Linked DNA regions of Sus scrofa: region 2 is linked to region 1. A link is a contact called in public Hi-C data. All regions are on one chromosome and are shown on one strand. The core of a region is the stretch at or near the end of the contact, and the rest is flanking DNA. Distances in the headings are between cores, read along the strand shown.

Region 1 (7,623 bases), core at 1,720-4,219:
GCCCCCAGGCCCCTGCCAGCTTCTTCCTCACCTCGGGATCTGAATCCCTCTGCCTGGAGAGGAAGAGGGGAGATGAATAAAGAACAGGATTCATCTCCAGAGGCTGTTGTCCGAGACGCACTCACACAAGGAGAGTGGATCAGAGCTACGGGAGGGCAGGTGGGCGCCGCTCCCCAGCCCCGCAGGAGCCTGTGTGGCGGTCGCGTGGAAGGCAGATGAAGCCACGGGATCAGCTTCAGCGTGTGAGTGGCTACGTGTGCGCGCGTGTGCTCTGTGTGTGAGAGAGACAGAGACAGGGAGGGGGAGACAGCACCCCGGGCTGTGGCGGGGCCCACGTTGCATGTCTCTAGCATGAACGGCAGGCAGACGTGGGCAGACGGACGTGGCTGCGCCCTGCCCCAGTCACCCCTGTCTCCGGGGTGCTGCTCAGGGTGCACACAGCACAGAGCCGGGGTGCTGGTGGGGACAGCTCTGCACCACAGCCTCCAAAGTAAGACAACCCCACTTGCTGTGTGCTCAGCCGTGGGGGACAGAGGCGCGGTGCTGCCCTGTGCGATCTGAGGGGGGTCTATGCAGAAGAGGGGGCGGTTCTGAGCCGGGGACCCGGGGCTTTGCCTCAGAGCCCTGCAGTCTCCCCTGCCCTGGACGGAGGGGTCCCAGGAGCCGGCTGGTGACCTCACGCTTCCCTGCTCTAAGAACACTTGGGTGGAGAGGCTCAGGGACAGAGGGACAAAGGTCTTGGCCTTTTTGGGGGGTTAAAGATCAACTGTGCTCTCCGCCAAGGCAAGACCCCGTGGACTGAAAAAAAGGACAAGGTGAGGGTGGCAAGTCAAGTTTTATTTGGGGCAAAATGCGGACTCTAGCCCCGGGGGCGGGGGGTGGCATCTCCGGAGCCCGAGGAACCGCTGCAGAGAGGCCGCGGCGCGGGCAGGATGCGTGCGATGTGGGGAAGGGCAGGTCAGGCCACCAGCACACGCGGTGCAGGGGGTCGCTGCTGGTCTCACGAAGGTCGCTGCTGGTCACGAGGAGCTGACGCACCCTGCGTGTGTCCTTTGCATCTGGGAGCCCAGGAGCCTCGTCCACACCGGCTCCTGCTTTTACCCGTCAGCATCGCGCATGTGCTTGCCTCACCCTCACTGGTCGGAGGTGGGTGGACTGAGGACCTGGCTTCCGTGGAGACTCGCGGCCGAGGGTGGAAGGGCTGACCGTCGTCCCTGGGGTTCCTGAGGACGGCCTCTGCTCCAGGACAGAGGCTGCGTCTGCCCCAGCACTTGTTTCCCTGGGACCGGCCCTTGGCTCCGCGACAGCCTCGCACACGGGCCTCTGCCCGCAATCTCAGGCCTGATCCTGGCTGAAGGAGCCAGGCGGGCTGTGCTGCCTGCTGGAGGCCTCCCAGGCTGGGGTTTCGGCTGAGATCTGGCTGAGATCTCGGGGTCTCCCTGGCACCGTGCCCGCCTGTCTGACTGGACAGTGGGAAGGAGGCTGGGGGCTGTTCCAGAAACGCCTCCTCAGCTCGCGACGTTCTGTCTTCTCAGGCTCCTTCTCAAGGGGTTTTGCTCCGGCAAACTCGAGGCGCCTTCTGGTCAATGCGGGACCCGCCTCCAGCACCTGGTCCAGAGGGACCGACCCAGTGACCTGCCACGTGCACAGCGTTCATCACAGCCACAGAAACCAGCACGGGAGCACATGGGGCCAGAGCAGGCAGCTGGTCGGAAGCCAGACAGACGCCACGCGGGGTGAACGTGTAGCCCCCACGTGCTCCGCTCCATGCTGGGCCCCTCCCCCGCCCCTTGCGGGCATCTGTCTGTCCTTAGAGTCAGGAGCTGCTGTGCTGGGGGCTCTTGGGTCACTTTGTCCCACCACCTCACGTGTCGTCAGCGAGCTCTCACCTCGGGTTGGCACCAACACGTGTGGGCATGTGCGTGTGCGTGCCCTCGCATGTGTGCACACACACTGCATGGGTGGCACCAGGCACACGCACAGGATTTTCACATCACTTCGCTCTCGTTTGTGGACTGTCTGTCCTGGTGCCCAGCTGGCCTTCCAGCTTACTCCGCACTTTCCTGGCCACCGGGGTTAGCTCGTGAGCAAAAGGGAAAGAGGCAGAGAACAAGCAATTTCGGGGACCAGCCTGCGGCTCGGAGGACGCCTGCCTGCGTCGGGCAGGGACTGCAGGTGCTGCGGGCTCAGAACTGGGTCCGGCACTGACAGGAAGGCAGGACGCAGACACAGGACACTCTCCCCCCTGCAGGTGCACCCAGGGGACCCCGTGTGTGGGAGCACCCCAAATCTGTCCTGGAGCAATGGGCTCCCCCGCCCTGCAGTCCTCAGAGCTGGCCACACCCCTGGGGGCGTGGGGGTCTGAGCCCCAGGAGGAGCTGGCTGGGGTTACTCCTCACCCAGGACTCACGGCTGGCCCACGTTCAGGTGTCTGGATACAGCAATTCCTGCAGCAGGCTTGGTTTTTTACCTTGGGACTTATTGAAACACCAACAGGATGAGCAGGGAAGGACCGAACCCACTCCCTGGAGTGAGGCCTGTGTAGGAATCGTGAGAGGCCCCGACCTCGTTACAGTCCAGGGCCCAGGGTGGCCTCTTGGCAGGGCTGGCAGGAAGCGGTATTCTCAAGAGCTGTTCTTTCTCTGCCATCCGAGCTCCTTTCCTGGTTGTAAGTGGCCAGCACTGGCACCAGCCATGGACCTGGCAGCCAGGGACGTCCGCCGAGCCTGCCCTAGCAGCCCTTGGCTGTGTACCAGTCCCCTCCCGAGCAGTGATAAGGACGAGAGGCCAGTGCCTCCCAGGCTGCGTGTGACTGGCCTCCAGCTTTCAGGGCACCGGAATGAGCCGGAATGAGCTGGAAGCAGCCGGAATGAGCTGAATGCCTCTGGAGATGCTCTGAGGTCTGGTCGGCGGCCAGGCGTTCCTCCAGAGCCACGGCTTCCTCTTCGTCTTGATGGGCCAGCCCCTCCCGTGGGCCCCCGCTCCCCTCCTGCCATCTGCCCGCTCCCGGCTGGCGCCCTGTCAGCCTCCCCGACTACAGCTGTGAGGCTTGGAGGCTGAGCAGAAAAATGAATCTGAAATCTTCCCTCCGGGCCCCCCTCCTGCTTCCCCCTCTCCGCCCCCCTCCAGGACCAATTTATCTGCCAGTCCAGCCTCCAAGTGGAGTGGAGGCCAAGCTGGCGACCTGCCCTGGCTTGTCAGCTTCTTTGACCAGATGACAGGGGAGCAGCTCCGAGCCAGGAAGAGCCGCGCATCCCGGGAGAGCGCGGGCAGGACCAGCGCTGGGGAGGGGGCGGGCGGCCTGGAGGTGCTCCCAGGCTGGGGGGAGCTGTGTGTGGGGGTGTCCCCGGGCCCGGGGGACACGGAGCCATGGTGGGTGCGCCAGCAAGCATACATGCGCGTGCATGTTCCCGTGGGTCTCATGTCCCCGTGTGTACCTGCATGTGCATGTGTGGTACCCGGTGTGGCATGTAGACGTGCCTGGGCCGTCTGGAGTCCCTGCGGGTGTCCTGGGGCAGCCGTACCTGCCTCGGCCTTGGCATGAGAATGCTGCTGTAGGCTCTTCCCTGCGGGCCCTCAGGGAGCCGCGCCCCAGACCCGGTCCCGTCACAGCTGGGTCTGTGCACAGCGGGAGCTGCGGGGACCTTGCTGCAGAGCTCCCCGGGCAGCAGCGTTGCACAGACTCAGCATCCTTCAGTGACAGCCCTCCAGGTGTAACGTCCCATGTGTGCCGAGGTCTGGGCCATGGCAGGTGCAGGGGAACGTGGGAGGAGGCACTGGTGCTCGTGGAGACAGCCTGGAGGAGGGGGGGCTTGGGGGGAGCCTCGGACGCCTGCTGGCTCTTCTGTGACCCTCTGTCAGATACTTGTCCACTCTGTCCTTGGCTTCTAGTCACTGCACTCATGCGGCTCACCCCTTCCTGGCCTTCTTTCTCTCTCTGCTCCTGGGGTTCCTTGAGTGGCCCCTGGGCACAGTCTGGGGGTCTGCTTCACCCCTGGCAGCAGAGACCCCACATCTGCCTCTACCCTGACTTCTCTGCAGAGTTCTGGAACTGCATTTCCAGCTGGGAAGACTGCCAGGTGCCTCAGAACCTGCCAGCAGGGGGCGGAGCTCATCTTGGCTTCATCTGTATACCTGCCTGGTTTGCATCCCTTCCTGGGGAAGCCCCCGCCCTCCCGCCTCTGAGCTGGGGTCCAGAAGCCCAGCCAGGTCCGTTCTCCTGCGGTGCCCTTCCCTGTCCATCCTCCCGCTCTCATCTCTTGGGTCTTGACCACTTCTGACACCCCCGGACTGTCAAGTCTGCCCGCCCATCTTGCAGCTCCCTGCCCGCTGACATGTGTTGAGTCTGTGCTCCACAGCCTCCGTGGAGCCTCCCTCTCCTGTCCTTAGGGCCCTGCTCCTCCTCTGCTTGAGCCCTTCCTGGGCCCTCTGGGGCCGTCGGGTACACTCCCAGGCTTGGCTCTGCAGGGCATCCTGTGGGCCCTTGCCCTCCTCCTGGCCGCCCTCACACCCCCACCGGCTCAGTCCAGGAGGAGGTGTCTGGCTCCCCACCCAGTTCTCTGCAGGCTCCCAGCCCTCCCTGCCCCTGCTCTGTGATTGGGTGAAATGACCACACCCTCCCCTGTCCCCGCCCCGTGATTGGAGGAAATGACCACACCCTCACCATGTCCTGCCGGGAGGCACAAGGCTCCCTCCACCCTTGGCTCTGATTGTTGGAGCTTCTCCCTCATAGATAGGTCTGTGTCCCTGTCTCCTGCCTTGAGGCACAGGGTCCAGCTCCTTTTCTGCTGGACAGCTCTGCGGGGTCTCCCCTGAGTGGTCTGGCATCTGAACTTCCCGTCACAGGCAGATGCAGGCTGGGATCCAAGCCCCTGGGCACCATGCCCTCCTCTCACCCAGCATCTGGCCTGGGCCTGTCATCTCACACCTGGAGGTACCTATGAACCCACGGGGCACCTAGTCCAAAGGCAGGCTTGCGAGGAGCCTGGGGGCCTGCATTTCTTGCAGTACACTTCGGTGGCAGGGGCTGGGCTGTCGCCAGGGCCTCCCCCACTTCTCTGTCTTTGAGAGGCATCTCTAGCCAGGTGCAGAGACCCCTCTGCCTTTGTCCAGGTGTGTTTCCGTCCCTCCCTCTCCTCTCGCTTCCTGCTCCTCCTCCCTCCCCTCATCGCCCCACCTTGGCCAACCCGCCATGCCAGGAAAATCTCCCAGGCGCTCTGCCCGGGCACAGCAGGGGCTGCCAGCTCCCAACTTGACTGTGGGTCCTCATCTGAGAAGGTCCCTGTGGGTGCTCACCTGGTCTCCTCCTAAAGGGCCCCTGAATACTGACCTTGACACGTGTCTCGACTTCTGTTCAGGTCTTCACATCTGACTTGACTCTTCTGGACACTGACCTTCACTGGCTTCCTGGCTCTGCTCCCGCCCTGGAGCAGGTGAGCAGATGCCTGGCTGTGCCCGTTGTCTCTGGGCTGCATCCAACCCCCAGGCCACTGCAGGGGCACGTGGGCCTTGACTTTGAGCCTGTGCCGCTTGGAAGATGCCAGGGTCAGTCTGTCCAGCCACCCCCAAGCTCTCCTCACCATCCCTGCTGAATCTCCATCCATCTAGTCTGCCTGGGGTCTTCCCTGTGCTGCCGGGAGGAGAGGGATTGGGGGCCGAGTTGCGTGGAGCCTGTCTAGACAGTCACCCTGCCACGACCCACCCACCACTCGAGCCCTGGTGCCCCCGAGGCAGGCAGCATGGCTGAGCAGCCCTCCCCTCCCCCACAAAGCCAGGAAATCATTTCCCGTTCCCAGCAGGAAGGATTATCCAATATGTCTCGAGTCTCAAGTCGCCGAGTTATTGATCTAGAATTCCCACTCGGGGCGCCTTCCCAACCTGAGGTGGAGCCCATTAGCCAGGCTCCGGCTGCATCCTGTGCTCTGCCAGCGCGTCGTGAAGGCCCCCGCCTGCGAAGCCCCAGCTCTCTGTTCCTTCTCCCCACCGACGCCATCCTGTTCTGAGGCAGAAATTAGGGGCTCACCTGAACTGTGTCTAAATTTAGCAGATAATTTTAGAGCTTTACATGAATGTTTTAAGAACGACCTCTGTCGTTTTGGCGAGTGGTAACGGAGTCCATCAAGCGAGGGTGATTTGAAGGAACAGGATCGATTGTGGCAAAGCAGGGTAAGTGCAGGAAGTGGGCGGCAGAGCAGACGGGCCGGGCCTTACACGGGGTCCCGCCCCCTCGCACAGGACGTGGGATGGCGCGCGCCCCTGGCAGCTCCTGCTGAACTCGCCTCTCCATGTGTCCTGGCGCGGCACACATCTGTCCCCTGTCCAGCCCCTGCCAGCCCGCACGCGGTGGAGACCAGCTGCCCAGAGTGCCTGCTTTCAGATGCAGGCGTGTGAGCCTGCCATGTGCTGGCAGATCTAAAAGGAGGCAGTCAGGCTGTGTGGTGTGTCTTCGAAGAGCCTGCATTTCAAGATTATGGGAATAAATATTTTAAAAAATTCAGTGCTCACAGGCCAAGGATCCTTCCAGGGCGTACTGCTGACTTATGGCCCACCTTTTTACGTGTAGCTTTTGGAAACAAGACAAGCATACAGCAGATCAGCTGACAATCAGTCCAAGCCAGCAAGGGCACTGGGTCTGGAAAAGAGAATCTGAATCCTGTTGCTTCTCCGATCGTTCCAGCCAATGTGGGATCCACGTCCGTGTTCCTGCCTGAAGATATCCATCTATCGAGACAGAAGCTGGCATCGCTGTTGCATCCGTTTCGTGGGGGAAATGAAAGAGGGGCTCCGAGGCAGCCTGGGTGCTGCCAGAGTCTGTGTGCAGCCCCGAACGCTGGGAAGACACCGGGCACAGCGCTGTTTGTCACCCCACATGCTGAGCTGTTGGCGAGCGCCTGCCCAGCCTTGGGAAACGCTTAGCTTACGTGTGGGAGGATGGCACAGCCTCCTTGTACAGCGATGCCTCCGATCCTGGTTCTCTCCCTGCCATCTCAAGTTAGCTGTTAGAGGACAGGGCTGTGAGTGCTTCGTCCTGGCCGCCCTAACCAGGGAAGAAGCCACCAGGGCCCTGCGCGTGTCCCAGGGTGTCTCGGGCTGGATGGAGCAGGGGTGGGAGGTAAGACGGGCTTAGGGGCTGGCATCACTGTGATTTGTTCCCAGTGGCCCCTGCGCAGGGAGAAAGCAGAGTGACCCCACGGCCCCTGGAAAATGGAAGAGCCGCGGCTTTGAGGGGTGGGGGCGGGGCAAGGACGATTCCCTTTGAGATGCGTCACGTGTGAGACGTCCTTGCCGCATCCTCACGGGAGCATGGAGCTGCTCTGGAGGAGTTTGCACCTGGAGCTCAGACCGAGCTGGCTCTCCTCCGCCGAGGGTCTCTTAGGGTGCCCACTGGCCGCTGAGAGTCACGTGGGGAGGGAGAGGCGACAGAATGGGACCGACGCGCGGCGCTCCTCCTCAGAGGCTGCTGCCTTATTCTCCACGTCACTGCCCTGCGGCAGCTGCAGCAAACGGGTGGCTCGTAACAGAGCCGTGTTCTCTGATGGCTGGTTCTGGAGGCCGCAGCGTCCACCATCAGGGTGCCGGTGGGCCGCCCCCCGAGGGCGGAGAAGGGTCCCTCCCGCTTCCCCG
Region 2 (7,623 bases), core at 2,027-4,526, 820 kb after region 1:
TTCTATGTATAGATTTCTAAGGTATCTCCAAACTGTTCTCCATAGTGGCTGTACCAGTTTACATTCCCACCAGCAGTGCAGGAGGGTTCCCTTTTCTCCACAGCCCCTCCAGCACTTGTTATTTGTGGATTTATGAATGATGGCCATTCTGACTGGTGTGAGGTGGTATCTCATGGTAGTTTTGATTTGCATTTCTCTTATAATCAGCGATGTTGAGCATTTTTTCATGTGTTTGTTGGCCATCTGTATATCTTCCTTGGAGAAATGTCTATTCAGGTCTTTTGCCCATTTTTCCATTGATTGATTGGTTTTTTTGCTGTTGAGTTGTATAAGTTGCTTGTATATTCTAGAGATTAAGCCCTTGTCAGTTGCATCATTTGAAACTATTTTCTCCCATTCTGTAAGTTGTCTTTTTGTTTTCTTTTGGGTTTCCTTTGCTGTGCAAAAGCTTTTCAGTTTGATGAGGTCCCATGGGTTTATTTTTGCTCTAGTTTCTATTGCTTTGGGAGACTGACCTGAGAAAATATTCATGATGTTGATGTCAGAGAGTGTTTTGCCTATGTTTTCTTCTAGGAGTTTGATGGTGTCCTGTCGTATATTTAAGTCTTTCAGCCATTTGGAGTTTATTTTTGTGCATGGTGTGAGGGTGTGTTCTAGTTTCATTGCTTTGCATGCAGCTGTCCAGGTTTCCCAGCAATGCTTGCTGAATAGACTTTCCTTTTCCCATTTGATGTTCTTGCCTCCCTTGTCAAAGATTAATTGACCATAGGTGTCAGGGTTAATTTCCAGATTCTCTATTCTGTTCCATTGGTCTGTCTGTCTGTTTTGATACCAGTACCACACTGTTTTGATGACTGTGGCTTTGTAGTATTTCTTGAAGTCTGCAGTCCCTGCATTGTAATGAGTGGCATCCACCTGCTGGTCACAGGTCGCACTGGCTGCTCTCACAAACTACCTGCAGTTCTGCTGCCTTAATACCTGGGTGGGGGCGGGGGCCGGGGGTGGGGGTGGGGCTCTGCCCGGGCCTCTCATCTGAGAGGAGACACCTGCAGGTCTGTTGGTAGCTCTGGCGGGCCTGGACTTGGTGGTCTGTCTGCCTGCTTTCAGGCGCCAGAGTTGCCTGCCAGCCCCTGGCAGCAGGATGTCCCTGCTGCCTGCAGCGCCAAGCACAATATTGGACATAGACGTGCATCCTGGTGTCAGAGGCTCGGAGTGCGACACGCACTGTGTGTGCAAACATGGGTCAGCTGAGCCCGTGTTTTTCCTCTTGGCAAAATCCTATTTACAAAATACGTATGTGTTGATATATAGTATACAAATATACACGCATATGTAATGGTTAAAATTTCCCAGTTATCTTTGAAACGGCAAGGACCCGATGCAATACTGTGATACTGTGATTTACACTAAGAAATGTATGTTTGCTCAAAGTCCCAGCTCCTCAACCCTCAGAATTTCCTGCCACGAGAGCCTGGGTGTCTTTTTTGTTCCGAGAGTGAGGGGACGTTTGCGGGCTGGGAGCCGGGAACCCCCTGGTCTTTAGAGGCTGGAACTTTAGTTCTACCCCTGGTCTCAGAGGGGAAGTGGCTGAGTTGAGTCCCCAGCCCATGCCAGCCCTTGTGACGGCCCCACAGGGGCAGGAGCCCTGACTGGTCGGTCAGAAGCTCAGGCGCCACCTGGGGAGGGGAGGCTTACGGGCCTGAGCCCTTGACCTGGGGGTCGGAGGCCATCTCCAGGGAGACAGCGTCAGGACCAAGCCCAGCCTGGGAGAGCTGCTTGGGGGCGAGCCACCCCCCAACCCTGGGACTTGGTGTCAGAAAGAGATTAAACTTGCTTTATTTCACTGAGCTCCTCATGCAGTCCGTCTCCTGGCACCCTTGCGCTGCTCCTGGGTGCCGCCCAACACAGAGACAATGGCCCAGAAAGAGATGGGAGCGGGTGGTGTCTCAGCAACTGGCGCCGGAGGCCACAGCCCGGTGGACCGAGAGCAGGGAGCACAGTGCTGTGTGTCGGGGAAATAAAAGACCAGTGCAAGGGAAATAAAGAAAAGACGTTTGGGGCGCGGGTAAAAGAAGTTCATAGAGCTATTTCAGTTTCATCATGGAAACTGCTGGGACCCCGTCAGCACATTTTTGGTAACGTGCGTAGAAGAAGTCAATGCCAATATCTTTGTCTGTGGGCAATGAGGGACCCAGACTCGGTAACCCGAGCGCCCTCAGAAGGAAACCCGATCAAGCCACTGGTCCAAACAGCGTTCGCTGCCAGGTATTGATAGATATTGATCCCGAGATCTCCAAAGTCGGGTTTGGAAATGATATGTTTCAACGCACTTTCGCACGAGCCACACATAAAAATAAACCGCAGTCCATCCAGCCTTGCGATGGAAGGTGACAGGCAGAGCGGGGACTTCTCCCCAATGTGCCATGTGTGGTGGCAGCAGGGGCGCCTGGTCCGGGAAGCGGCCCTAAGATGCCCAGCGTGGCTCCCCGAGGCTGGTTTGCCCTGGTTCCTACTCCGTAAACCTCCGGTCCTGCCTTGGTCCCAAATCTCAACCCCAGGAGGCAGACAGTGCAAGAGCCATCGGAAGGAGACTGCATTTAACGCAGGTAACGGCAAAGGGCACGTTGTGGTGGCCGATCCTGGTGACATGAGTGGGAAGACACAGGCTTTGAGGCTCTGTTTCTCACGGGGCCACCCCGGCCCCGCCCATAGGGTGTGGGGCTTCACATGATCCACCTCGGAATGAAACTGAGGCCTCGGCCGCAGGCCTGAGAAGAGGCACAGGTTTCCGAGTGGATCACGCCGAGCGCAGCGGGTCGCAGGTGAGGATTCTGGACTCCCCCCCGGGGACTCCGAGGGACACGGCACACTCGGAAGGGTCCTTGTGTTAGAGTGAATGGTGGGCAGATCCGGGTGGTCGTGGGCCTGCTTTGCCCCGAGACCCCCGAGCCGTGTGCACGCACAGAGCAGAGCACTGCTCGGCCCCCCGGGGATGCTGGGGTGGGCTTCCTGCAGCCTCGGATCGCGCCCACCCCTCCTCAGAAAGCAGCCCCGGGAAGAGTCCTTTGACACATCTCTGTCTGCTTAAGCTGGATTTCTGTTCTTAGTCAGGAGCACGCAGGCCGCGTGGGCCCTGCTCACCCTCCAGGTGCGCGTGGGACCCGCCAGAGACGGGGGACCACGTCCGCGGGCCCCCACCCCCACCCCCCGCGCGCGCTTCTCTCTGGGCCAGAGCCTGGGTTATTCAGAATTAGGGCAGCAGGGGGCGCTGCAGGCCCGCGCCTGACAAACGTCCCTCCGAGGCGGCAGGTCCCAGGCTGGGGCCGGGGCCAAGGTGCGGGAGCCGGGAAAGAGCCACCAGTCTCTAAAGTGTCCCCCGAAGTAAAAGCCACATTTCCGGTGGCCCTTGGGGGCGAGCTCCTCCGTTCACCTTACATTTCCTTCCCGCGCCCGAGGCCTCCCTAGGGTCCCTGCCCTTGGATGTGGCGATTCGGTCGGTCCTTCTTCTCGTCCGTCTGGGGATTTCAGCGTCTTCTTGGGTGGTGTTTCCGGGTGAAGGGACCCAGGCTTGGGCGGGTGGTGAGGAGCCAGGAGAGTCACAGCAGGGGCGGCACAGGCGGGAAGAGGAGAAAGGCACTGAGACGTCACGGCTCACAGCAGGGGCAGGGGAGGCTGCGGCCAAGGTGACACCGACCCTCCCAGGCACACGCCACTGGGACGCCCCTGCGCCTGCCTCTCCCGCCGCCTTCCAGCCACACTCACGCCAGGCTTGAAGCCTCTCTTGGCATCTCCCCTTGTTTTCTCTGGAAACCCTCCCTCCCTGTCACATTCCTTCGACTGGTCCCTCTCTGGTCACTTGGCGGCTCAGCCACCAGCTCCCCGTCTGGGCACTCCATGCACTTCACCTGTTCATTTCAAGCGTCCGTCGTGCTTTTCTCTCCGGAGTCAAACCCGCAGGGCCCCTCGCGTTGAAGATTCCCGGCCGCCCACCCCTCGCTGGTACCAATACCCCAAATGGCACCTGCGGGGTGGGTTTCTGTCATTGCTTCTTGGCGGAGGAGTTTCCTCAGATGAAACACCCTCCTCTCTCGCTCTCTCACCTACACCGCGGGAACCTGGCCAGAGGCTGGGCCGCTGCCCCCCTGCCCTGGAGACACCCCCCAGTGCGGGCAGGGAGCAGGTGAGGCTGCGCTGGGTGTGTCTTTCAGCAGCTGCAGGCAGGCGGCCTCTCCTCTCCCTCCCGGCCATGGAGGGAGCTCTCACGGGAAAGGAAGGGCACCGGGTAGAGCCATTCGATGCCCTGGAAACCGGGGCCTCTTCCCGCCTCTGCCCTGAGAGCAGGACCTCCCACCCCAGGCCACAGGCCTGCAGAGACCTGGGAGTAAAGCTGCAGCTCCGGGCTGGGGGGGTCCCGCCGAGGTGGGGGGGTGGGGGGTGAGGAGGGGCTGGGTGCAGATGCCGATCCAGACGCCCCAAGTGGCCGTGTCCCCACCACCCACCTCCCCCAGCCTCCCTGCATCTCGTTGTTTTCACGCCTGCGGCCGACCTTGTCCTTGCACTTCTGCTTCCAGGCTGGGAGCCTGAGGGCGCTGGGGAACGTGGCACCCGGATCCCCAGGCTGTTTGGGGCCAGCGTCTCGCCTCGTGTTCCAGAATAAATGAGTCGGCCTTTCCTGGACAAATGCAAGCAGCAGTATTTTGTTTCCAGACTCTTCCTTCTAAGGAGACAGTTCACCCGTCAGTGGCGAGACTCTTACTTTAACCCCAACTGCAACGCTAATTGTGAGAAACACCCACGAAGCTGGAAGGTTTGAAAACTAGTAACAGCTGCTGAGGAAAGTACGATTTCTTTGGTTTTATGGCTAAAACCACGTGCACAGATCACCGGATACACGCGGTGCCCCGCAGACACACACGTGCAGCGGGCAGGGGCCGGATCGATGTGGATCCGAGGTCGTGGTCTGAGTTCCCCAATTTCCTGAAGCAAAATACATGTGTCCACAGCTGACGCGGTCATTTTAAAAGAGAGCTGAACACACCACTCAAGGGTAGGCTTACAAAGCACTAGAAATAATTAAAACCAATTTCACAGTATAAGAGCGAGTTTAGTCCTTGTAAAATAATACATAAAGTTGTGCTTTTCAAAATTCAGCTCACTTCCAATAGCACATTCAATGTGTCAATGACAGGAGTTTAAGGTAGCGGATTTAAGTATTGGTATACAGACATAATGGACTTAAAATGTAATGTTTTATGGATTTTCGACGGACGAGGCCCTCCCCGTCCTTTGCGGGCGTTGTGAGTCGCGAGGTGTGTGCGCGGTGCTCTGGTTGTAATTCACATCCAGGGCCTTGTTGCAGGGTCAGTGCTCCTTAACTGAGGCTGACGCCCACCGCATCCACCTTGGCCGGAAAACAGACGCATTCCTGTGACGCTGAGACACAGACCAGGCGAGCAGCTTGGTACTTAATTCATCGGCTTCTAAAACGGTTAGCGGAAACAAAGAAAAGATTCAAATGTGGGACCGGTGTGCCATCTGATCTTGAGGTCAGGCACCCCAAACAGAGAGGAGAGTTAAAACAAAAGAAGCAAATTCAAGTCTATTGAGGGTAACTATGATCTATGCTGGGGGAGACGGCTTGATCAGGAAAATATCGAAATCTTAGACTGGACCGCTAGTGTCTGAGTACGCAGGCCACGCGGGCTACGCAGGCCTGCAGGATGGATGGTGGACGGGAAGAGGGACCCTTGGCTCCTTGGGACGCCTTGCCTCCCCCCGACGCAGCCCCCCACCTCCCAACAGGACCGAAGGTCAAAGGCATGGAAACGGCACCTGGCCAACAAGGTGCCTTGAGCCTCACGTTAAGGGAAGCCGGAGAACATCTTGGCCATGTTTTAGTTTTGAATATTTTGGTATTTGAAGTAGAAAATGCAGAAGTATAGAAATGCAGGTCAAGTAAATGCATACGAACGCCCTTGTGTTTCCAGGGACCCCCCCCCTTCCCTGGCCCTGGAGGCTGGCCTTACATCCCCAGGTTTCCCAGGCTGTCCTGACCCCTGATGATCTCGGGGCAGACGACGTGGGGCTCCTGTGGCTCAGGGACAGGCCCCCAGCGCCCGGCACAGGCTCCGAAGGTCGAGGTCCTGCTTGGTCCACTCCCAGTCCTGGCGATATTCTTCCAGGTCTGGAGACGTGAGATCCACAAACGTGCGTTTAAAGGTGATATTCTTTTATGTGTGTGTGTCTTGTTGACTTTTTCTAGGGCCACTCCCGCAGCATATGGAGGTTCCCAGGCTAGGGATTGAATCGGAGCTGTAGCCACAGGCCTATGCCAGAGCCACAGCAATGTGGGATCTGAGCCGTGTCTGCAAACTACACCACAGCTCGTGGCAACGCCGGGTCCCTAACCCACTGAGCAAGGCCAGGGATCGAACCCACAACCTCGTGGTTCCCTGTCGGATTTGTTTCCACTGCGCCACCACAGGAACTCCTAAATATTCTTGAGCTTACTGATCACAGAGAAAGAAAACGCAGCCCCGAAGTCGCTGGGACAGGTGAGGCCAAGCCCGGACGGCAGCTCTGCCCGGACCCAGCCCCACACACCTGCGCTCAGGGACGCTCTTCACCCGGGTCCCCCTGCAGGAACTCACCCAACAAGCCCGGCTGAGCACCGCCCAGAGGGTAAGTTCTGGAAATAGTGAAAAAAGTGTTCCTCCTTCTTACCTGATCCACTGTGGAAAAGAACTAATCTTCTAATTTTTAATGTTTATTGAAATACAGTTGATTTACAGCATTGTGTTAGTTTCAGATGTCCAGTAAAGTGATTCAGCTACATGAAAACCCACACAGACCCAAACAGGCTCACTGTAGCCTGGAAAACAGGCTGCTGCTGTGATGGAGCCACAGAGAAGAGGGATGGCGGACCCGGGAGACACGCCAGAAGCAAGGGCCCCACCAGGGACCCACTCCAGTTGGGAGCCTTGTGGCTGCAGATGACGCGGGGGAGGAAGTGGGCCAGGGTTCCTGTGGCCCTTTCCGCACATGCTTGCGGAAAACTTGGAAGGACTGAGCAGGGACGGGACATGCTCTCGTGTTTCAAGGACAGAGGATGACACAGTGCCAGCTTGGGACCCTTCTAGGGGATGAACAATAGACTTAAAGTGACTAAGTTGGAAAAGAAGACTGAATATCAAGTCACCATCCCAAGGAGTTGGAAAAATATCAACCAAACTCGGAGAAAAAGCAGTCAAGATAAGAGGGGTAACTAGTGAAATAGAAAACAGCGGAAAATAGAACGCCTAAAGACAAAAAATACATCTATAAAAATACTAATAAAACTGACAAGTCTCTACAGACCCTAGTTTAGGAAATAATTCAAAAAAGAATTCAGAAATGCCAATGTCAAGAATAAAAAGGGTATCTAAGTATATCAACTGCTGATTATGCAAAATATAAATACTCGTTAAAATATAGCAGTAAATTAATAAATTCTTAGAAAAAGATAACTTATTGAAATGGACTTGCCATAAATTTCCCTATAACCATTAAAAGAGAATTTGGAAGCGAAAATCTTCCCACCCAAACAGCATTTTAGGACTTATTACCTTTAGGAAATATTTAGAC

What was found. A called contact is a pair of places that touch in the nucleus more often than the background predicts.
Region 2: a Hi-C map of heart right ventricle shows a contact between it and region 1, with 8 times the contacts expected there. The contact joins two enhancer-like sites. A contact is called at or near these places in 7 of 47 Hi-C or Micro-C datasets (fetal liver, heart right ventricle, liver and 4 more).

What each region holds. Positions count from the first base shown.
Region 1 is chr3:131,627,677-131,635,299 of Sscrofa11.1, forward strand. No RefSeq gene overlaps it. Among named protein-coding and RNA genes, the nearest start is that of EIPR1, 270 kb to the left of the region's middle. Within about 2 kb of position 2,970, at least 31 of the 83 cell types and tissues checked have an H3K27ac peak or open chromatin away from gene starts, as enhancers often do.
Region 2 is chr3:132,444,950-132,452,572 of Sscrofa11.1, forward strand. No RefSeq gene overlaps it. Among named protein-coding and RNA genes, the nearest start is that of TMEM18, 25 kb to the left of the region's middle. Within about 2 kb of position 3,277, at least 13 of the 83 cell types and tissues checked have an H3K27ac peak or open chromatin away from gene starts, as enhancers often do.